2 separate regions of the Sus scrofa genome follow, and region 1 is linked to region 2. A link is a contact called in public Hi-C data. All regions are on one chromosome and are shown on one strand. The core of a region is the stretch at or near the end of the contact, and the rest is flanking DNA. Distances in the headings are between cores, read along the strand shown. Region 1 overlaps TTC7A (tetratricopeptide repeat protein 7A). Region 2 overlaps STPG4.

Region 1 (4,862 bases), core at 1,634-4,133, 79 kb after region 2:
ACCCACCATGCTGGGCCAGGAATCAAACCCATGTCCCAGTGCTCCCAAGCCACTGCCAATCCTGTTGCGCCACAGCGGGAGCTCCTGAGGGGTTCAGTGTTAAGTGTAGGAGCTTCAGGGCAAAGTGGAGCCTGAGGGGAGCCTGTGAGGATGGATTTGGAAGCGAAGCCAGGTAAGGAGGGCACCCCTTGGGATCTGACCAGCAGGGACAGGGATGAAAGCCTGCAGGTGGGGCTCTGAGGTCCCTCCCCTAGCACAGGATGGGCAGTGGGGAGAAGGGGAGGAGCAGTGTCTGTGTAGGAGGCAGCCACGCCCTCGCCTCTAATCAGGCTGTAGTCACCGGGTGCTCACTCAGACCTGCAAAGCCAGGAAGTGCTCAAGGACACAGGCCTCCCAGACTCCACCAGGGCAATGAACTGATTACGCTCCCACGCACTTGCTCTTTGAGGGTGTTACTTTTTTCTTTTTTTGGTCTTATTTTTAGGGCCGCACCTGCAGCATAGGGAGGTTCCCAAAAGAGAGGTCAAATTGGAGCTGTGGCCGCCAGCCTGTGGCAGAGGATCCTTAACCCACTGAGCAAGGCCAGGGATCGAACCTGTGTCCTCATGGATGCTAGTCAGATTCGTGTCCAATGAGCTGCAATGGGAACTCCAAGGGTATTATTTTAAAGCCCTAAGAGGAACGGCCTCCCTGAAAGGGAGAGGGCCATAGGCCCGTCTTTATTATCTTCCCATGGACTAACCCCTGCCTTGGAAGGGACACTTACGGCAGCTTTTCTCAGCTCTAAAAACCCATCATTTTTCCTTGGTTCTGTTTTTTCTCAGCTCTGAAAACCCATCATTTTTCCTTGGTTCTGGAGGAATACACCGACCCATGTCCCCTAATCTTTCAAGGTTTGCACTGACGCTCTACCTCATAATGAATTCATTCAATATGCTTTGACTTTGAAGCTTTAAAATTGAGAGCCCGCAAGCTTCTGCCTCCAGGATTAGCACCTCTTTGCTTCAAAGCCCTGCCCCACCTGCAGAACAGCCACCAGCACCCACAGCACACCCTTAGCTTTCCTGACAGATGTCTGAACCAGGGGCCTTCCGGCCCGGCTTCCTTCAGAGGCAGGTCACCTCCAGTTACCGCTGGACACAAATTCTTAATCTTGAAATATATGAACCAAACCCCACAGACCCATTCCAAACTCATTCCAGGGTGGAAGAATTTCCAGAAAGCAGGTACTTCAACGGAACAAATGTTTGCTCCAGCGCAGCATAAGACACCAAGAAGCAAACACCTTGGTCTTGGTCTATAATCTCTACCCAGGGAGCAGACCTGGGGACCTAAGACCACCCACTGCAGGGGCAGGGGCAGCCTTACTTAATGGGCATTAAAAAGCCTCCTGGATCCTTTCCCAGGGACTTGGGAATGGGCCACGCCTGCTTGAAAACCAAAGGCTCCGGGAACACAGTGCCTGCCTCCAGCAAATGTGGATCCTCCAGGAGGATCAGGAAGCAAAGGGCTAACCACTTTATTTATTTGTTTTTTTAGGGCTGCACCTGCAGCATATGGAAGTTCCCAGGCTAGGGGTCAAATGGGAGCTACAGCTGCCGGCCTATGCCACAGCCATAGCAACGCAGGAACCAAGTCGCATCTGTGACCTACGCCACAGTGCATGGCAGTGCTGGATCCTTAAGCCACTGAGTGGGGGCCAGGGATCAAACCCACACCTTCATGGACACTAGTTAGGTGGGTTACCTCTGAGCTACAAAGGGAACTCCCCCAAACCACTTTCAAACAAAGAATTCCTTTTGGAAAGCCTGCAAATAACTGTCTGTCCCCCCTTTCCATCTTCTTCCCCAAATCAAACCCCCTGGATCATCTACCCTCCTAGCTGGAGTGTAAGCAGAAGCCACAGAGAGAGTGAGGACACTAGCAGACTGCAGTGTCACACAGTGAGGTCACAGGAGGCTCCACAGAACAACCAGAGAAGGGACATGCTGAATGTCAACCCAGCTTAGCTGAGCAGGAGCTGACCTTTGGGGAAGAGTGGGCCAGTGCCCATGATTATGGCTGGCTTAACACTCCCATCAACCACATGCCCTGCAAGTTTACCCTGCGGCTCTTGTCCTCACCAGGGACTGTGGCAGCCAAAAATGTCTAATGAACCTGGCAAGGTGAAAAACTCTGTTTGTGCTAATACCTTTGATTCCAGCCCCCTCGCTGAAGCACTGGTATTTTAAGTGTCCTTTTGATCTATGGCAAGTCCCTAATAAGAACCATCCAGCAAACATGCCGAGTTTAAGGTGGAGATATTCACAGAAGCCCCAGGCCTCCGATCATTTCTGCACGACTGGACATTTAACACACGCAAACCTAAGAAAAAGGTGAGGCTGGCCAGGTAGGGAATCAGAGGGGAGCCCTTGAAGCTGACGTTGGCCTTAGCCGGATTCAGCCAAGGTCTGGCCCCAGCTAACACCTAGTCTGTCAACTCAAACATTTTCCAAAACAGCCCAGGTTTCCTGGGGGAGATGCTGTGACTGGTTCCATTTGTTTCTACGTGGCGAGCTCTGGCTTGTCAAGAGGGCCATATAGCTCCTGCTCTGGGGAGCGCTCCCTAGGGCTCCGACACCCCTTCCCCCAGGACCTTCCAAGTGTTCCAGGACCTGGGCTGGGCAGAAACTCCCAGGCAGAGTGGGAGGAGGTGGCCCTGCCACCGAGGGGAAGGGAAGGACAAACCAGTTGGCTCCTCTTCTGCCAACCAACCCATGGCCTGGGCTTTCAAAACCGGTCTGGCAGGCTGCCAGGCCCAGGGTGGGAGCAGTGACTGACGGACTGGTTATTGGAAAGCTCCCATCATTAGCCCAGGAATGTTGTTTGGTTACTATGGCGACCGTCCCCTGACAAGCGGCCTGACTAAAGCACAAGGAATCTGTTACCTAAAACCAGCACCCGACGGAGTCCGTGGCTTCGGGAACCAAGCTTATCAGCAGCCTGTTCCCCATGACCCTCCCAGCTGAGTCCCAATCCGGAGAAGCGACCCACACAGGCATCTCTGCGCTGGCTGCTGGACCTCTCCCATTCCGAGGCCTGATCTGGCTCGGAACCCAGCTCCAAACAGGGAGCCTGCTGCCCCCTTGAGGCCCCCTACACACCGGCCAGCGACAGCCCGGCCTGCCCATGTGTCCAGGGCTTCTTAGCCTGAAGCCCCTGGGATTTCAGGAAACTGCTTGGGTGTCTGGTCTCCCCCCACACACCCTGTGCCAGGTTCACGCTGTCCCCACAGGGCATTGTTCTCTGCCTTATCACGTTCCTGCCTTTTGAAACGCAAGCTCTGTTAACGAACAGCCGCCCCGCCGCACGGAAACTGAGATCCTCTTTGCTTTGCCTTCTAATCCCTGAATTCAGGAGGGTTTTCAAAAGTCAACTCCACGAAAGCTGGGTTTTTCTCCCGGAGGCTTAAGTCTCCCTGTAGGAATGGTGACCTCTTGGGCAGCTACGGAGTCCGAACACCTTATCACAGCAGCCCGCTCCCCACCGCCTGGCCCATGGCCTGCACTGCCTCCCTCACAACCCAGATCACAGCCTTACACTGTTTGTGGACCATCTTCCAGACCCGCACCCCCACCCCCACCCGCCCCGCTGTCCTTGAACCCAGTAGCAAAACCGCTTGTGCAATCTTTTCTTATCTGAGTCTCACAAGACCTTGGAGGTAGAGGGAGGTCGGACAGATGGGAGCCTTTAAGCAGAGGAGAGGATGGAGGCACGTGAAGGAGGGGCAAGCTGGAGGTGGCACAGGCAGGGACCTGCTATGGCTCCCACGTGGGGACAGGCTCACGAGGACAGGGGTCTGTGCCACCCACCAGCATCGCCTGTGCCAGGCCTCCTCCACCCCTGACACCACCCTGCCAGCCTCTCCTTCACTAAGGCAGCCTGTGCAGAAAGGAAGCGCCTCAACAGGTCCCAGCCACCTGACACAGCCATCGGCAGGGCACTGGGTGGCAGACAGACCCAGACCACAGGCCTTTAAGTGCTTAGAATACAGACCTTGTTGGGGATGCTGAGGTCAGGGCGAAGGGGATTGATTTTTTTTTTTCCCCTTTGGCCGCAGTGATATTTATGGGGTGAGAGGTTTAATTAACTGCCGTGGCAACAGCTGGAGCCACACACAGCGTGTTCCCAATGCAGGGAGCAGCTGGAGTGGCAGGATGCAGTTTCAATTGAAGAGCAATGACATTCTTCAGTGATCCCTGACCGGTAATGGACTCAATGACATTTCCTGCTAATCCATGGGTTTCATCTGTGGGGAAAAGTTACTGACTTATTTGCAAAGAGCTAGGGTCACTCCGGAGTGCTGTGTGGCAGGGGGAGCTTCCACCCCCATTCCCAACTCTCTCTCTCTCTCCCTGCTCCCTATTTTTTTAAGGTTTTTTTGGTTGGTTGGTTTTGGTGTTGGCTTAAGACAACAGAACTATATGCTCTCACAGTTCTGGAAGCCAGAAGCCCCCTACGTATTTTTTTCCAGTTAGTTTGGCAGCCTTTAGGGCTGGCCCAGATCAAGAAGGAGCCCCTCAGGGTCTGGATGTGAGGGCCCCACGGTGGCTCAGAGATGAAGAACCTGGCTCTATTTCTCTATCCCCGCAGCCCCTGGATGGGCAGACCTCATAGAGTGAGGCATCCCGGGCTGCTGGGATGCTCTGGTCCCCAGGGCTCCACAGGAGGTCCCTCTGCAGGAACAGAGTAACAGAGGCGCCCCGAGGAGGCCTCTGAGGCTCTTCCTTCCTTAGGCTGGGACCTCAGAGGTGTCTTCTTAAGACCCCAGCCCCTGAGAGGCCCTGGCTCTGCGGTGTTTGGATGGGGGAGCGCTGTTCCCA
Region 2 (4,503 bases), core at 509-3,008:
TTCCATTATAGGTTATTACAAGATTGAATATAGGCACTGTGCTATATAGTAAATCCTTGTTGCTTACCTATTTTATGTGCAGTAGTTTGTGTGTGTTAATCACACACTCCTAATTTATCCTTCTCCCTCCTCTCTCCTTTGGTAACCATAAGATTGTTTTCTATGCCTGTGAGTCTGTTTCTGTTTTGTATATAGATTCACTTGTACTGTTTTCTAGATGCCACATGTAAGGTAATGTATAGTATTTGTCTTTCTCTGTCTGACTTCCTTCAATTAGCATGATAATCTCAGGAGTTTCTGTTGTGGCTCTGTGGGTTAAGGAACTGGCGTTGTCTCTGTGAGGATGTGGGTTCAATCCTTGGACTCACTCAGTGGGTTAAGAATCTGGCATTGCCACAAGCTGTAGCAGAGTTCACAGGTACAGCTTGGATCTGGTGTTGCCATGGCTGTGGCATAGACTTGTAGCTCCAGCTCCCATTAGACCTCTAGCCAAGGAACTTCCATATGCAGCAGGTGCAGCTGTATTAAAAAATAAAGTATTATAATCTCTAGTTCCATCCATGTTGCTGCAAATAACAGTTTTCATTCTTTTTTATGGCTGAGTAATATTCCATTATATATAAACCACACCACATCTTTTTTTTTGGTCATACCCTCAGCATGTGGAAGTTCCTTGGCCAGGGATCAAACCCGAGCTGTAGCCGTGGCCTGCACCATACATGCAACAATACCAGATACTTAATCCCTTGTGCCACCAGGGAACATCTGTACCACACCTTCTTTATCCATTCATCTGTTGATGGGCGTTAGAGTTGTTTCCATGTTTGGCAAAATAGTGCTGCTGTGAACATCAGGATGCATGTATCTTTTCAAATTAATCATCTTTTCTAGATATATGCTCAGGAATAGGGTTGGTAGATCATATGGTAGCTTATTTTTAGTTCTTTTTGATTTCAAAACATTTTTTATTTTTATTTTTTTGGCCATGGCATGTAGCAGCTTGGGGTTGAACCCAGGCTGCAGGGGCAAAAGCACCAAATCTTAACCATTAGACCACTGGGGAACTCCCTATTTTTAGTTTTTAAGGGACTTCCATACTGTTTTCCATAGTGGCTACATCAATTTACATTCCTGCCAACAGTGAAGGAGGGTTCCTTTTTCTCCACACCCTCTCTAGAATTTACTGTTTGTAGACTTCATGATGATAGCCATTCTGACCTGTATGAGGTGATACCTCATTGTGGTTTTGATTTGCATTTCTCTAATAATTAGTGATTAGCGTCTTTTCATGTGCCTGCTGGCCACCTGTATGTCTAGAAACTCCCGTTTTCTTCCTTTCCTTTTTTTCCCCCCTGTCTTTACAGGCTGCACCCACAGCATATGGAGGTTCCCAGGCTAGGGGTCAAATCAGAGATACAGCTGCCGGCCTATACCACAGCCATAGTGCCAGATCTGGGCTGCGTCTTCGATCTACACCGCAGCTCACGCCAATGCCAGATCCTTTCACCCAGTGAGCGAGGCCAGGGATCGAACCCGTGTCCTCATAGATACTAGTCAGAGTTCTAACCCAATGAGCCAAAAGGGGAACCCCCCAAATTCCTGTTTTCAGTAAAGGTCCCTGTCCTCACACTGCCCAGGCTCCTGGGTACAGATCTCTGGTGCAGCCTCGCGGGAAATGAAACCTTCCATCTCCTACAGGGATGAGGGAAGGGTGGCTACCTGACTACTGCAGATGAGGTGGGTAGGGACCTGCGGAGAAGATGCTCAGCCAGTCCTCCAGCTTTTAGCCTAATGTCTGAAATTCCTGAGCTCTGTGGCTGTAGTTTTTGGAGATCCGTTGTCTACCAATTTCATTGATGTCATTCATCCCTTCCATTTTATAAATAAAAGTGATTCACTGATTTGGAACATCCTGTCCTTCAGCAAAGTGAAAAGAATACTTTCATGGAAAATGTTCCAAGACAAAGAAACAGCCCAGGGCTGTGATTCATGTCTGTTCTAAACATGCATTCCCAGAGCAGATTTGTGGGTTTGGTTTAGATCCACAAATTTGTAAATTTCAGAGGGCAAACTCCTTTGGTCCCAGCGGTGGGAGCTAGTGACACACAGTGTGAGCGTGGTAAAGAAATGATACTTCTTAGGAGGACATCGTCTCGACCTCCAGGAGATAAATGCCTTCATCCTTAGGCCTCCTTCTGAAAACTCATTTGACCGCTTTTGTTATTCAGTTTCCTTGTTCTGGAAATTAAGGTCATAGTCAAAGAACTGTTAAGGACCCTGAGGACTGGAAGAAACTTAGCTACTCTGTTAGGGTCAGTTTTGATGGTGACAATGACCGTCACTCATTGGTTTTCTGGTGCCAGGCATGGTGCTCCATGACTGACATGCATCTCATTTCATCCTCACTGCAATATGGTGGGTACTACTCATTTGATAGCTTAGGAAACGGAAGTCTGCTGCCCAAAGGTAGAGCCAGGACTTAGACCCGGTCTATGGTGACCTCAGAACCTGAGCTCTAAGCTGCGCTGTCCCTTGAGTGAGCATGACCAGGTGACTTGCTTAATGTCGACGTGTCGAGCTGATCTGGGGTCAAAGCCAAGGACGTGTCGAGCTGATCTGGGGTCAAAGCCAAGTGGCAGACGTTGTGCCGTCTCTGGAGCCACAACCCCCCACTGATGACGGAGGCTTATTCATGGGGCCGGGTTGGCCTGCATGGTCCCCTTTGACGTGGGATAAGTTCATGTGCAGGAGGCTTCTTTCTCCTGGGAGGTTCACCCGCCAACCCGCCTACGAGGCTCTGATCTGGCTGCAGCTTAGGCTCCTGCTGAGAGCCTTACCACAATGGCTTTAATTTTTGTATGTGTTTATTTCTTTGCCTTTTGTCTTTTTAGGGCCGCACCCACAGCATATGGAGGTTCCCAGGCTAGGGGTCTAATGGGAGCTATAGCTGTCGGCCTAGCCCACAGCCACAGCAATGCCAGATCCCAGCCGCATCTGCAACCTACACCACAGCTCATGGCAACGCCAGAACCTTAACCCACTGAGTGAGGCCAGGGATTGAACCCACAACCTTATGGTTCCTAGTTGGAATCGTTTCCCCTGCACCACAATGGGGACTCTGCACAATGGCTTTCCTTAAATGGCCATATTTCTCCCTGGGCCACCCTTAAGATGTTAGAACTTCCAGTCTCTTCTCAACAACATCTCTTTGTATAAAGCTGAGTCTAGCTGACTTCCATAGAAGTTCTTTCACCTCTTCCACAAATCCTTTTTGCATGGTTCAGTGTGTGAGGCCCCATGCCAGGGAGGCACTTTTGAGCATCCGAAGGCAAATGAGACATTTGATCCGTGCTCTCGCTGCCCCCTTGAAGGATATGGACACCCTGACGTCAGTCACCCAACCAGCATGTACACAGATAAGCATACACACTCACTCATGCTAACCAAGGGTCTGTGATTCATTGTGCCCATGTCTGACTGGGTGGGGCCGAGTGGCTGAGCATGCACAGCTGGAAGCATGGCGCCCCAAATTAGCACTGATGACTCAAGCTTAATATCGTCTGTTGATACTGCACGTGAGCCATCTTCCTTCCAGCCGCCACCTCCAGAGTTTTCTGATGCATTTGCTTGTAAGCTTCCCAGCACGTTCCGGCTCCAAGCAGAGGAAGGAGATAAGGGCAAGGGTGAGGAAAGGGGCACCCCGCACTTGTCCCTTCCAAGCCAAAGTCAAGGAGACCAAAGTGCTAGCTGTCCTGTCAGCTTTAGGATCCAGGGGCTCTTCCCCAAGTCATTCTTTACTTGTGGGGCCCAGAGGTGAATTTGTATTTATATCTCCCCACTCACTACAGCAATGCCTAAAACACCCTAGGAGGGATTTTTTTTCTTTTTTCTTTCCTTTTTTTGAACTTTTTTTTTTTCTTTTTTATTGCCAGACCTGCAGCATATGGAAGTTCCTGGGCTAAGGGTCGAATCAAAGTCACAGCTGCTGGCCTGCACCACAGCCACAGCCACACTGGATCCGAGGTGTATCTGTGAGCTGTCCTGCAGCTTTCAGCAATGCTGGATCCTTAACCCACTGAGCAAGGCCAGGAATTGAACTCAGCTCCTCACAGAGACAGTGTTGTGTTCTTTTTTTTTTTTTAACTAAAAGAGTTGACAATTTTATTTTCACATTTCACAATACAAATGAAAATTGCTTTTTGTCCCACTACTCCCCTCCAAAACTACTCTCTCTTTGATAGGAAGGGGGAGGAGTCTTCCTTGTCATGCTGTTGGAAAACACCCAGAGTCACAGTACCATGATCTCCTGGTGAAGCAGAACAAGTAACATAAAGCTGATACAAAGAGGCTCCCCAGTCTCCTTATCTGTCTGGCCGAGTCATTCCTGGCCGAGTGGGCACCATCAAGGGGCGGGTGGGAGGTCTCATCATTGGGGGCCCAGGCATCATTGGCATGTGGCCTCCCATAGGCGGCCTCATTCCAGGAGCAGGTCCCACGGGCATC

The links. A called contact is a pair of places that touch in the nucleus more often than the background predicts.
Region 1: a Hi-C map of embryonic fibroblasts shows a contact between it and region 2, with 4 times the contacts expected there. The contact joins two enhancer-like sites. A contact is called at or near these places in 3 of 47 Hi-C or Micro-C datasets (embryonic fibroblasts and fibroblasts) and 1 of 2 datasets of contacts at active chromatin or transcription factors (skeletal muscle).

Annotation. Positions count from the first base shown.
Region 1 is chr3:93,493,943-93,498,804 of Sscrofa11.1, forward strand. The region is part of intron 15 of TTC7A (tetratricopeptide repeat protein 7A); the gene reads right to left. Among named protein-coding and RNA genes, the nearest start is that of TTC7A, 96 kb to the right of the region's middle. Within about 2 kb of position 2,884, at least 49 of the 83 cell types and tissues checked have an H3K27ac peak or open chromatin away from gene starts, as enhancers often do. A contact at or near this core is called in embryonic fibroblasts, where this site is marked.
Region 2 is chr3:93,415,588-93,420,090 of Sscrofa11.1, forward strand. The region is part of intron 5 of STPG4; the gene reads left to right. Among named protein-coding and RNA genes, the nearest start is that of STPG4, 31 kb to the left of the region's middle. Within about 2 kb of position 1,759, at least 6 of the 83 cell types and tissues checked have an H3K27ac peak or open chromatin away from gene starts, as enhancers often do. A contact at or near this core is called in embryonic fibroblasts, where this site is marked.